3 separate regions of the Zea mays genome follow, and all the other regions are linked to region 1. A link is a contact called in public Hi-C data. All regions are on one chromosome and are shown on one strand. The core of a region is the stretch at or near the end of the contact, and the rest is flanking DNA. Distances in the headings are between cores, read along the strand shown. Region 1 holds the start of LOC103650492 (DEAD-box ATP-dependent RNA helicase 9). Region 2 has its middle 74 kb from the start of LOC100273918. Region 3 holds the start of LOC103650493 (patatin-like protein 3).

Region 1 (4,663 bases), core at 1,595-4,094:
GGCAAAGTACAACAAAGTGCAATAAATTGATAAACAAAGGCAGACACAATAGGCTACTTTTGACTAAAAGTTTCCACATCAACAAATATCATTTTTTTTTGGAAGAAAAGTTTTCCCCCACTTTATTTTCCTCCGAAATGAAGTGTATCAGCAGAATACTACATCTCAGGTTTAAAACACATTCAAAGCGCGTCCGATAATTCTCCAAGACATATAAAAGTAACATATTATCAAACTCACTATACCGGTTCAAGGTCCTAGAAATACTCCAAACATTTTTTTTGGTTTTCTTCTTCACTTAGATCTAGCAGATTTGAATTCGTCCTCCATGAAATGCGCTCTGGTTCCCAAGCCACTTTCTCCAAAGCACCAGTGAACAAGTATCACTTACACTACATGGATTCAGTAATAATGCTTGCAGGTTTTTGCTACAGTAGCTACAGACACCGCTAGACGAATTTTCCAAAAAAAATGTTTGACCCTGGTTGACGGCTACCACTGCATATCTTGAACTCGTCAGGATTTCTTAGCACATGCTGCAATTAGTATTCAAACTTAATGCTCTCCATGTATCTTTGGGACAATCTATCCATATAACATTTCTACAACAAAAACCACTAACAAGTATACTTACTGGTTGGAAAACTTTTACAAGAGCTGCTTACACTCGTATAATATTTTACTAGATCAACTGCATGCATTCTCGAGCATAATTAGGCCAGATGTAGCAAATAAAAAAGATTCAGGGGGTGTTTGGTTGCTCCTGCTAAAGTTTAGCCCGGGTCACATCAAGCGTTTGACTTTTAAATAGGAGTATGAAATATATACCCAACCAACTGGACTAGATTCGTCTCGTCTTTTAATCTTCGGCTGACAAATTAGTTTTATAATCCGACTACATTTAATACCCGGAACGGAGGTTCAAACATTCGATGGGACAGGGGCTAAATTTTAGCGGGGTGTAACCAAACACCCCCTCAATATGAACATAACTTAAAAGCACTTGCAGAGATGGGACCCCAACAATCAAACGTAGTCAAATCGGTCGGTTTAGTTCCCAATTTAAACAAGCAACAAGATAATACAAAGTATGCAACATAAACAGGTCCAGAAATGGTTCCACATTTTGTTCATCGAAGTTAAAGTTACGAAGTCAAGCAATAAATGTGTGTGAACAGAAGTAACACTAGAAGTTGCACTCACAAGGTCCACTGTAACAGGACTGTTGAGGAACTTCTGTGTGAGCTTCCGTATCCATGTTGGCATTGTCGCAGAGAACATCAATGTTTGATGTTGCGGGGGCACTCTCTCCAAAATTGTTTCAACGTCTTTATCGAACCCGACGGACAACATCTGATCTGCTTCATCGAGAACAACAAACCGGATCTCTGCCAAACTAAGAGCACCCCTTTTTAGCAGATCAATCACACGTCCAGGTGTCCCAATGACCACATCAACACCATAATTAAGTTGTTTTATTTGCTGCATAATTGGAGTCCCTCCATATACACACAGCGTTTCCAAAGGGGAGGAATCAAGGAACTCCCTCTCAACCTGTTTTGCAAGTTCTCTTGTTGGCGCCAAGACAATAGCCAATGGAAACTTACCAGGCCTGTAAATCAACAACAATTATATGCAAGATGAGAACGGACCGAAAAGGAACAAATGAAGAATGCTTTACATGTGTACGTTGTTAGGAAGAACCAATCTTACTTGTACTTCTCGTTGTGACGAATAATTGCATCCATTATGGGGATTCCAAATGCCAAAGTTTTACCAGTCCCCGTTTTGGCACGACCAACCATGTCCCTTCCTTGCATTACTGGCTCAAGGACAGCCCTCTGTATAGTGAAACAGAAGGCAAAACTCACTATGAAATAGGTAATGATCTAAAAGAAATGTGTTGATTCATAGAATTGCAAGGCATTCCTTCATCATTTGTAATCTGGCGCCTCAACATAATTAACAAACAGTAGCAATTCTAGTATTTTCATCCAACCATCAAGCCAAGGTAGTGATGCAAACTGAAATGTCATGACCAGAAAAGCGTGATTTTTATTCGCTGCCGTACATAAGCAGTAAAATTACGACCAATGTGAACTTGTAAACAACACTCCACCTTTTCCCGCTATATAATATAAAAAGAATAAATAAAAAGGAAAGCAATTTTCTCATATTATGGCTATAAATGAGCTGCTTAATTCACTGCAATCACTAATCAAACATCGAATTCACCTATATAGCCCTAATGTCAACGAAACAGAGCAGGACAAAAGCAGCTTGGCACACGCATGATTCGAACGTAAAAGGTAGAGATTCCAGCGCTCCACGTTACCTGGATAGGGAACAGCTTGGTGATGCCCTTGCTGGCGAGCCTTTCGACGATCTTGGACGAGATCCCGAGCTTGGCAATCTCGAGCCCCTCAGCCGCCGGGCCGCCGGCCGGCGCCCTACTGTCGTCCTCATAGAACAAACCTTCCTCCGCAGCGAACTCCGCGCGCGCCGCCAACTCTGTGGTATCCCGGAAACCAAGCCACGCCGGCGAGGAGTGGAACCACGCGGCCGCCGGGAGCGGCGTCGGCGCCCGCGGGGCTACAGCTCCCAGCGCCGCCGGCTGCTGCTGGAGCAGCGCGGCGGCGAGCGCGGACACGGCACGCCGCCTGAGGGGCGCCGCGCGGCGGAGGACGGCGTACATGGCTGTACCGCTTCGGCGTCGGCGGCGGCGGCGGCGGCGGCTAGGGTTTAGGGTTTTGTGAGGGTGGCTGTCGTATGGGGAGGGGACGGACGAGGCGAGACGACGAGAAGCGGAATGGGTTAAATGGCGCAGGGGTAAGAGATATTTCTGTGCTCATGGACGGTGTCTACACTCCTCACTGATGAAGCTTACACGTGGGGTCAAGGATGCACCGGCACAGTGTGGCCCGCATGTCAGTGTTTAATGAATGGTGAGAGGTACTTCTTGGAGGAAAAGTAATGGCGGTTGGGTTACGGCGATGGGCTTTGTTGATCGTTTTGGCAAAGTGAGCAGGGAACGTGTGATAATGGGCCTTTTCTACAGAAGTTTCAGCGCGTTGGGGTTGGGCCCTCTATGCGCGTGCGAATGGCCCGGGTAACCTATTGGACCCCGCAGGAGTTGGGTTGGCCCCTTTTTATGCGCGTGTGAATGGCCCGAGTGAACTGTTGGGCCCTTTACCATATCGCCACTGGAATGACACTTCCACACATGGTCGCAGTCGCTCTTTGTTTTGCACCAGGCAGCATAGCCCACACGGTGCTGCACAATCTTTAGAGCTAGTTTGGTAATCATATTTTTCCCGAGTTAGTTTGATAACTATATTTTCCCAAGAGATTTTAACTTTTTCATGAAAATTAGTTTATTTTTTCTTAGGAAAATAGAAATCCCTTAGGAAAATGGAGCTTCTAAACTAGCCCTTAGAGCATCTCCAGCAGTTTTGTAAAAAGGAAGTCTCTAAAGGCACATGTAAGGAGTTGCTAAATAATCATAGGAAGTTAAAAAAAATATGTGTCGGGTACCGTAATTAGGGGTACCCCCAATACTCTTAAACGCGGCCGAAAAACATCTTCAGAACAAACCATACACGGCTGATAAAACGCGGTTCAAGTCAAGGCCACATCTACCGAGGGACGCGACCTCATCCGAGCCCAGCCTCGGCCTCGGGCGGGAACAGTAGTCACGGGCGGATTCACGCCTCGCCCGAGGGTCCCCTCAGCCAGCAGACGCACCCTCGGCTCGCCTGAAGCCTAGCTTGGGCAGACTTTGTCGTGCAGCAACCTTGGCCAAATCGCCTTACCAGCCGACCGTATCGCATGCGCGTTTAATGCGGGGATCACCTGACACCTTATTCTGACACGCGTGCCTCAGTCGGTAAGGTCGAAGTGACCGCAGTCACTTCGCCCCTTTACTGACCGATATGACAGGAAAACAGCGCGGTTCGTCCCGCTCCGGCTACTGTGCCAACCACCAGGATAAAACTGAGTTACGATCTCCCACGAGTTTGGCCTTGGGCGCAACAGGGAGCTCTGCCTCGCCCGACCTCAGGCCTCGGCCTCGGAAGAAGATCTCCGCCTCGCCCGACCCCCGGGCCTCGGCCTCAGCCTCGGCCTCGAGAGGAGTCACAACCTCGCCCGAGCCCAGCCTCGGCCTCAGGAGAAGTCTCCGCCTCGCTCGACCTGGGCCTCGGACCGACTACGCTACAGGGGATACATCATTACCCTACTCCTAGTCAGCTGCCTCAGGCTATGAAGGAACAAGACCGATGTCCCATCTAAGGTTACTCCGGTAACAGGTAATGATGGTTCCCCACATGCGCCCATGACGTCGGTTGCTCTCAAACCCCCTACGGAAGCAAGACAACGTCAACAGGATCCATGCCGCGCCGACAGCTGTGCTTCTACAGGGCTCAAGGGACTTCTCCGACGACCACGTTAGCTCGTGTACATGGCTCAAGGCGCTTCTCCGCCAGCCACGATAGTACATAGCTACACCCCCTTGTACAGCTGGGCATCTCCTTGTATCTATAAAAGGGGATGTCCAGGGCCTTCCTAAGGCACGTCGTGGACACACGTTGGAGGTCGTGGGCAGACGTTGCAACACTGACAACATGGGACGTCGGGGACAGACGGGGAGACGCGCAGGGACTCT
Region 2 (4,663 bases), core at 1,282-3,781, 190 kb before region 1:
AGCGATTTTGTAACGGAATCCCACCAGAGGGAGGCATCGAGCCCTCGGACCCTATCGAATGGGTCCGGGTCCGGCAAATCACCTGCAGGTACTTTTGGAGCGCGCCTCTCGGCCACTAGCTGACCCTTATCGAACGGGGCACGAGCGTCCACTCGGATCACCCGTTAGCAACTCACTGGAGACATCATGTTCGGCGCCCTCCGAGGGCAACATGGCGCTTTCCCCCCCCCCCCCTTCCTCCTTGCGGAAAGGCGACGAAGGGGTGTATAATAAAAGTCGAGACAGTCCTTGATCGTCCTCTCGCTCCGTGTAGAGGCTCGGGGGCTGCTCTCGCAACCCGGCTACGGCCAAACCGTTTACAGCATCAACAAACTAGCCTAAAAACTCGGAACCTGACCATGCACCCGGGCTACGACCAGGCCGCATGAGGGAACAACAAGGCCGGCCGAAGCATCACGAAAAGCATTAAGACGTCAGAGGAGTCAAACCACTCCTCCGAGGCCTCGGGGGCTACACCCGGCGGGTGCGCTCGCGCGCACCCACCGGAACAAAGTATAACCGAGAAAGGCAGGTCCCCTCGCAAAAAAGTGCGGCAAAGCCTCCAAGCGAGTACCAACACTCCCTTCGAGGCTCAAGGGCTACTGTCGGGTACCGTAATTAGGGGTACCCCCAACACTCCTAAACACGGCTAGTAAGCACCCTCAGCACAAACCGAAAAGACTGATGGGCACGATTCAGGTCAAGACCTCGTCTACCAAGGGACGCAATCTCGCCTCGCCCGAGCCCGGCCTCGGGCGAGAACAGTAGTCCTGGACGAATTCATGACTCGCCCGAGGGCCTCCTCAGGCAGTGGGCGCACCCTCGGCTCGCCCGAGGCCCAACTTGGGCAGGCTTCATCGAGAAGTAACCTTGGCTAAATCGCCTCACCAACCGACCGTATCGCGGGCGCATTCAATGCGAGGATCGCCTGACACCTTATCCTGACATGCACGTCTCAGTTGGCAGGGTCGAAGTGACCGCAGTCACTTCGCCCCTTTACTGTCCGATCTGACAGGAAAACAGCGCCGCTCACCCCGCTCCGACTGCTGTGCCAGCCACCCGGGCAAGGCTGACAACAACAAGTTCAGCCTCGGACGCAACAGGAAGCTCCGCCTCGCCCGACCTTAGGCCTCGGCCTTGGGAGGAGGTCTCCGCCTCGCCCGACCCCAAGACTCGGCCTCAGCGTCGGCCTCGGGAGGAATCGCATCCTCGCCCGACCCCGGCCTCGGCCTCAGGAGAAGTTTCCTCCTCGCCCGACCTTGGGCTCGGACCGACCGCGCCACAGGGGATACATCATTACCCTACCCCTAGCTAGCTCAGGCTACGAGGGAACAAGACCGACGTCCCATATCTGGCTCATCCTGGTAAACAGGTAATGATGGCTCCCCGCGTGCGTCCATGACGACGGTGGTTCTCAGCCCCCTACATAAGCAAGGAGACGTCAGCAGGATCCTGGCAGCACCGCTAGATGTGCTTCTACAGGGCCCAGGCACTTCTTCGACGACCACGTTATCGCGTACGCAGAGCTCAAGCACTTCCCCGACAGCCACGTTGGCATGTACACAGGGCTCAGACACTTCTCTGTCAGACACGTTAGCGCCTAGCTACACCCCCATTGTACATCTGGACCCTCTCCTTGCATCTATAAAAGGGAGGTCCAGGGCCTTCATGAGAAAGGGTCGCGCGGGCGGAGGGACGAGCAAACGAACAGGCTCACTCTCTCTCGCGCGAACGCTTGTAACCCCTACTACGAGCACCCCCTGGTGCGAGATAACACGAGCCGCCGTTTTCCCTCTTGTGTTCCATCTTGCGCCAACCCATCTGGGAAGGGACATGCAGCGACAAAATTCACTGGTCGGCCCGGTTGAGGGTCCCCCGGGGTCCGAAACGCCGACAAAAAGGCTTTCAACCTATTTATCTATTATTCCCTTTATAAACTATAAAGTTAGAGCACTCCCTGAAATTAGTTAAAAAATAATAATAATGAAGATTATATGTTAACTCCTCCTAAAACTTAATGAGTAATAAATATTTAAGCATGAACGGAATTTTACTTTTACATTCAAATAGTTCTTCTTAATGGGGTGTGACCGTGTGAGTTCCATAAATAAAGCATTCCACTAAAATAAATTATTAAAATAATGCAAAATATATGAATATTGCTGCATCATGCTGGGTATTTTTGGTTGCGCATTTAAATTGAGTTCAAAATTTTAACGGCAGATTAAATCAAAACTTGAAGTTAGAATTTAGAACACTAAAAGAAATCTAAACAAATTGGAAAGAGAGGACATACCTCGTTTTGGGCTTGAAACCTCTCCTCGACCCAACTCCCTCTCGGCGTCCACCCTGTCCTGATGGGCCAAATATGCCTCGCTGGCCCATTACGTTTCCCTCCTTTTTCTTTTTCCAGTGTGTATGGCGCGCGGGCCCCGCCTCGTCAGCTCTGGCTTTCCTCAGCCCGAACGTCTTTTGCCGCTGACGACTGGGGCCGGGTCGTCAGCCTAATCAGCCGCTCCGCGCCACGTTCCCTTAACCCTGATAAACGGGCCCAGCTGTCCAGAGTCTTCTTCCTAGACAAGATTGCACAGATGCCACAACAAACTTCACCAGAAAATGGGTAACCCCGACCCCGACCCCGAGTCTTTCGGTCTTGCCCACGCTAGGGTCTATAAAACCAGACGCCGAGCAACCCCCCATCATCCCCTAGAGCCGAGAGCAAACCCACCCGGCGCCATAGTAGAAACAGAGAAAGAGCATAGAGAAGCAGTCGCTATGATAGATTCACGTATGGCAGCGTCAGGCCCTCGGTGTGCGCGCAGAATCGTTCCACGGAGGGCACCGAAGTGGGGAGCAGCGTGCGTTAAGGCGAATGGTGGTCGGGCATAGAGGAATTCGTCGCCGGAGCATGCCTTCCAGTGCCGAACCGCAGAACACGTGGGTGGGGTGCCTCGTCGTCCCAACTCCAGGTAAGAGAGCCCTAGAACTACTCGCCTTAGTCTCAGCAATGTGTAGCTAAGTTTCAATTTGAAGGGGATTCATTGAGGGAGCTCATAGTCCGGTCTCGGCCATGGCGCCTCCATGGTGGCCTCGGTCCGAAGGCATTGAGGGGAATAAGGGAGAGAGAGTAGGAGTCGTCGATCTCGATCTGATCGGTCTTGATTAGATAATTAGGACCGCTTCGAAGGGATCAAATATAGATCTCAGATCGTACGGATTGGAGTGGATCTTGGTGTTTAAAATCTAGCCTGTCGATCTTTGATCCTGCAGATAGCGTTGCGTGCTGGTCCAACCTTAGGTTCGATCTAATCTGAGCGGTTGGTCGTTGATCGGATGGCTCAGCCCGTCTGATACCCTTTTGACCTCGTAACAAAAAAGCCCTCAACTTTTGGTTAAACAAACCCGCCGTCCTCAGCCATTGGGGATTCTTACATCTAGGTCCCTGAAACTTGTAAAACATCCCCTGGGTTTATAAAGGAATTGTAGAAACTGATTTATAGTATAAAAATAATTGTAGAAGGTTAGAAAAATCATATCTTCCGCGTTTTTACTCTGATTTGACATGTTCAAGTTGCGTTAGATTTGTAATGGGATTGCCTAGAACAAAGAGGGGGAATGACAATGTTTTTATCGTTGTCGATCGTTTTTCAAAGATGGCACATTTATACCCTGTCACAAAACTGATAATGTTTCACATGTTGTTGATTTGTTCTTCACTGAGATTGTGTGTTTGCATGGTGTGCCAAATACTATTGTTTCTGATAGGGATGCTAAGTTTTTAAGTCATTTTTGGAGAACCTTGTGGTTTAAATTGGGAACAAAGTTGCTGTTTTCTACTACTTGTCATCCCCAAACTGATGGGCAAACAGAGGTTGTCAATCGCACTTTATTTACCATGTTGCGGGCTGTTTTGAAGGATAATTTGAGGTTGTGGGAGGAATGTTTGCCACATATTGAGTTTGCTTATAACAGATCAATACATTCTACAACCAAGCTTAGTTCATTTATGGTAGTATATGGTTTTAATCCTCGTGCTCCAATTGATTTGCTACCTTTACCAACTTCTGAAATAGTGAACTTGGATGCTACACAACGTTCTGAATTCATTCTTAAGTTACATGAAACAACTAAGTTGCAAATTGAAAAGATGAATGAAAAGTATCGTATTGCTGCTAATAAAGGCAGGAAGGAAATGAAATTGGAACCTGGTGACTTGGTGTGGGTTCATTTGAGAAAGGATAGGTTTTCTGATTTGAGAAAGTCTAAACTTATGCCACGAGCTGCTGGTCCTTATAAAGTTCTTGCAAAAATTAATGATAATGCATATACACTTGAGTTGCCTCCAGATTTTGGGGTTAGTCCCACCTTTAACATTTCAGATTTGAAGCCATATATGGGTGACGAAGATGAGATCGAGTCGAGGACGAATCCAATTCAAGAGAGGGAGGATGACGAGGACATCACTTCTATACATACAATGAATGGACCGATAACACGATCGCGTGCATGACAGCTAAATCTCCAGGTACGTTCTACCCTAGTCAATTGTGTTTCAGAGCTTACGCTTGGGGCCATGGATGTTTTGATGATTAGGAACCTTGGAGAGAACCAGCAAGGACTTGGG
Region 3 (4,663 bases), core at 709-3,208, 130 kb after region 1:
CATATGCACTCCTCTGTCCACGGCGGCATGTACAAAACTCAGGACGGACGACGGCCGCCGTCGGCGGCTAATGCTGGTAGGAGCCCTGCGACGCCGGGGACGGCACGGTGGAGGCGGTCCGGACGGTGGCGGAGGAGGCGGTGGTGGCGGACGACAGTCGCGGCGTGGCCGTGGCCGTGGGGCGCGCCTGCCTGATCACCACGGTGGGCAGGCCCGGGCTGCGCGCCCGCCGCTGCTGCTCCTTCACCAGCTCCGCCGCGAACGCGTCCAGCTTCTCCCGGTTCGACTTCTCCGACACCCGCCGCCCCCGGAACAGCTCCGCCTCCACGTTCCGCTGCGCCAGCATGCCGTCCGCCGCCGCTGCCGCCTTCTTCGCGTCCAGCGACCGCAGCGCCTTTCTCCCGGAGCACGACGCCTGGATGGATCGATCGGAGGCCCAGCACCAGCAGAGCGGGGGATGACGTTAATTATTCATGGCACGGACGGTGTGTGGCTGGCGGTACAAAGTCAAAAGAACAGCAGAGACACCACAACCCACCTGGATGCGAACGTAGTTGCGCCCGCACGTGTGCCCGAACGCCATGGCCACCGCTTGGTCGACCTGCACAAGGCCGGGGCGCCGGTCAGTGCTTTTTATTACCACGAGTATGAGATCAAAACCAAGATAAATTTCGACGGCAGCCGTGTGTGGTGTACTGACGAATCAATCAGGGGAGGCGGAGCGCCGGAGCGGGGGTTGGTTCTTACCATGTCGGCGACGCCCTCGGCGGTGAGGCGTACCATCTCGGCGGGCGACGGCGAGCGCGGCGGGATGGGCGTGCGCCAGCCGGCGGAAGGTGCGGCGCCGGCGGAGCATCCCGAGCCGATGGAGACGACGAGGAGGTCGTCGACGCCGGCGGCGAGCGGGAACTCGTGCTTGTTGTGGAGCACGTGCGTGATGGCGGCCGCGGTGGGGTTGCCCATGGCGGCGACGCCGCCGGACGCGGCGGCGATGGCCGTGCGCCCGTCCACCGACCGCACGGCCGCCGCGGCACCACCACCGGCGCAGGTGGCGGCGCACACGTCACGGAGCCGGAAGTCGAAGCTGTCGCTCTCCACGGCGTCGGCGCGGGAGAAGAGGAAGGGCGCCGCCGTGGCCAGGTCGTAGCAGGGGACCAGCAGCGGCGCCACGGTGTCCCTGAGCGTGGCGTCCCCGAACACGCGCCGCAGCGGCGACGGCCTCTCCCCGCGCCGGAACAGCGCGGCCCACCTGCTCCGGAGCCCGCCGCCGACGCCGCCGCCCCACCCGCCGTGCCTCCCGAGGCTGGACGCCACGAACGCCAGCGCGTCGGCCGCCGTGTACCGCGCCCTCCCGTCGTCGCCCCGCAGCAGCAGCATCGCGGCCAGCACGCCCCCGGCGCCGGCCCCGGCCGCGGCGTCGAAGAAGTCGGCGACGCGCGCGTCGGGGTCCCCCGCGCGCGCCCGCAGCGCGGCCTCCAGCCTCGCCAGCGCGGCCGCCGCCAGCAGCGCGTCGCCGGGGCCCGGCCCGCACCCGTCGATCGCCAGCACCCGCACCCTGCCCCTGTCCCTGTCCTCGCCGGGGCCCGGCCGCCCCGGCGTGCCCGGCACGGAGCCGGCGCCGAAGAGGAACTTGCTCTCCAGCAGCGAGAAGATCTCGTAGCTGAGCTTGCCCAGGTCCACGTCGGGCGGAGGCGACGCCATAGCTGCTGCAGCTGGCGGGTGATGGGAGGTGGTGGGACGGGAGGGTTGGGAGGAGTAGGAGAGCGGCGAGCCGTCGGTTGAGGTGGTGATGGCTCGACTGCTCAGCGCGCGCTCGCGGCCTGCTTATAGATGGCCGCACTGCAGCCACCAGTCAAGCGTTGCGTCTCTACTCTCAGCTGCGCTGCGCCACGCCGCCACGAGAAAGAGGCGGGTTTCACTGAAACCGTGTCCCGTAGAGGTTGGCGTAGACACGCGCACACGTGGAGTGGAGAGCGGCGCATCGGCTGACGGGCCGAGGAGACCGCCCGCCGACGGCCCGCACAGCGGCGTGTCGCACTCGCCATTAGCTGGCAGCCTGGCACGTGGACGGGTTGTCTAGTTCGCTGACTGGCATGTGGACCGTAAGCGGCGGGCCCATCGTGTCAGTGTTGTAGCGGTGGAGCGCACGTGTGGCGGCGTGACCGACGGGATGCCGGTGCGGTGGGGCCGCGCAGTTCTACTTACGTAGGCCCGGTGTGTCAGAATCCATTCCTGCACATATCCGGGCTGCGTCAGCATGCCATTGTGTACTCTGAAGCGTACGGTGCTCCGTTTTCGGCACCGAGAAAATAACGCATCTGAAAGTTAGGTCATGTTCATTTACTTCCAGAGTTATATAATACAGATTATATAATGATTTGTTTATAGATTATGGCCCTGTTTGTTTCGGCTTCTGGCAGCTTCTTGCCATCAAAAGCTGCTGCGGACTGCCAAACGCTCAGCTTTTCAGCCAGCTTCTATAAAATTCGTTGGAGCAAAAACCATCCAAAATAAACATAAACATATAATCGGTTGAGTCGTTGTAATAGTAGGAATCCGTCACTTTCTAAATCCTGAGCCCTATGAACAACTTTATCTTCCTCCACACATAATCGTAATAATATTCAGATTCTCCCCACAGCCAGATTCTTCTCACAGCCAGATTTTCAGAAAAGCTGGTCAGAAAAAAGCTGAACCAAACAGACCCTATATAATCTACCTAATAACCTGTATCGTTTGTTTATCCTTTAACCTTTAACTTAGGTAAACTGGTTTATATAATCAATAGAGTAAACAAATAGTTCGGAAGCAATAGCAGTCCAACCTGAGGAAGGTTTCATAGACAACTAAATATCTTATTTAAATAACAATTCATGGCTCATCCCGAAGAAAATGGAGATTTTGGAAGGATTTGATATTTCAAACTAGTTCAAAGCGTGAGTTTAGATTGAGGAATCAATTTATTTTAGATAAAAGTGATTATTTTTAGATGAAGTGGTGTACTATATATTTTTTTCATCGGATATAGTAGAATAGTTCTGTTTATGATGAACTACATGACTCAATATACTCTATAAACCAAACGAAAACAATAATATGATGATAGACCACATATATTATTCCACCAACCAAGCAGTCCTAGGATTTCAACCCCGCGCTCCATTCAAAGGAACCTTGTCGTTCCAACGATGTTTCTAAACAAAACAGTGAAAATTACCTACCGCATTTAAAAAAACTTTGCCTATCACGGAATTGAAATTTTGAAACAAAACGTGGCATCCATGCAATTAAGGACGACGAATCGACGACCCTAAGGACCGGGGCAATCGGTTCAGACCTCAAACTGTACTGCGTCCGTCGTGCCAAGACGAGGTGACAGGCTAGCTGCTAAGACAGCCATGAGCGAGCGACCCGATGGAACAAACAAACAAAAACGATCACGGCCGTGCGAAGAAGGTGCTAGCCTAGCTAGTGACGCTGCAGGGTCCACGGCCAACCTCAAGCTAGATCTCTTGCCTGCCGTTGTGGTCTCTGGGAAGAGCTCGCTCAAAACAAAAGCGTTTTTGTAACTAACCTGCTTGGCATTTGTGGTACAAGTAATCAACATATATTTCCTGTAGCATTAAAGGCTTTCTTCTTGGCATTCGTGGTACAAATTAAATCAACTGCTCCGAGCACTCACTGGCGTTAAGCATTTAATTAAGCTGCTCCTTTTGGATTAGATAGTGCAAACAAACAAACAATTAACCCAACTAATTGTTGAATTGTTCTGCCGGTGGGCTTGGGCCCGGGCCGGGGTTGATGCGTGAAAACCATGGTGTCGGTGTTTTGAACCAACACCAACGAGTAAATTTGTGTATATGTGTTTTGGATCTGGATGGTGTGTTTATTGGACGCATGTAAGATTTATAATGGTTTGGACATAATGTCTCTACTTTCGGTCTTTGGTGGCTCGCGCTGCCAACACCATGTTGTTGATTGCTCGTAGTAGTGGTTACAAGCGATGGCAGAGGGAAGGATCCCAAGTTTCTATACGATGTTGGCTCTCAAGATCTATGTATCGGATGCTTACTACATACCTGGCTAAGTCGTCGAGTGTTGTTGCTGTGTCTTTTGTCCCCTCCGGTGTAGGCCAACCCTCTCCTTTTATAGACTAAGGAGGGGCCAGTTACAAGTGGCTTTCCTCGGAAGGGGTCTCTGCATTGTGGTAAAACGAGTCATTTTACCCTTGGTAAAGGCCCGTCCGTTAGTATTCTCACTCGTCGTCTGAGCTCTCTAATCGTGCTTATTTTAAGTCAGTTGGGACAGCATGCACAGCGGCATGGAGTCTGAGTATCATAAGTACTCTCTCATCTCCATGCTAACCCCTGGTCTTCGTAGCTTGACCCCTGGCTTCCCTCGTCGTGTTATGGGCTCCGTAGGGGAGTCAGGCATATGCCATGAGTGTGACATAGGCCTAGGGATCATAGGTCATAAGTGGGGCTCTAGTCTCGGACGCGTAGGATATGAGTGGAAGGAGGACCGGCTCCTTTGCGTGCCACGGCTTGGTACCATGCGCTGTCAATACAATTGGTCATTAATGGCGGGGCAGTCCATCAGTCAGACATAGAATCCACTCGAGTGGCTCCCTGATAGTCCATCTAACCCATCCTGGTCCTGCCTC

Evidence for each region. A called contact is a pair of places that touch in the nucleus more often than the background predicts.
Region 2: a contact with region 1 is called in a Hi-C map of tassel, with 2.3 times the contacts expected there. The contact joins the enhancer-like site here to the promoter of LOC103650492 in region 1. A contact is called at or near these places in 3 of 25 Hi-C or Micro-C datasets (ear, endosperm and tassel).
Region 3: a Hi-C map of ear shows a contact between it and region 1, with 2.2 times the contacts expected there. The contact joins the promoter of LOC103650493 here to the promoter of LOC103650492 in region 1. A contact is called at or near these places in 2 of 25 Hi-C or Micro-C datasets (ear and endosperm).

The regions. Positions count from the first base shown.
Region 1 is chr3:123,756,596-123,761,258 of Zm-B73-REFERENCE-NAM-5.0, forward strand. LOC103650492 (DEAD-box ATP-dependent RNA helicase 9) reads right to left here and starts at 2,845. Exons shown (of 7, transcript XM_008676079.3): 1 at 2,336-2,845; 2 at 1,714-1,841; 3 at 1,204-1,612. The coding sequence starts at 2,695.
Region 2 is chr3:123,566,795-123,571,457 of Zm-B73-REFERENCE-NAM-5.0, forward strand. No RefSeq gene overlaps it. Among protein-coding and RNA genes, the nearest start is that of LOC100273918, 74 kb to the left of the region's middle. Within about 2 kb of position 2,532, at least 19 of the 20 cell types and tissues checked have an H3K27ac peak or open chromatin away from gene starts, as enhancers often do. A contact at or near this core is called in ear and tassel, where this site is marked.
Region 3 is chr3:123,890,419-123,895,081 of Zm-B73-REFERENCE-NAM-5.0, forward strand. LOC103650493 (patatin-like protein 3) reads right to left here and starts at 1,959. Exons shown (of 3, transcript XM_008676080.4): 1 at 748-1,959; 2 at 539-601; 3 at 1-415. The coding sequence starts at 1,701. The coding sequence ends at 68.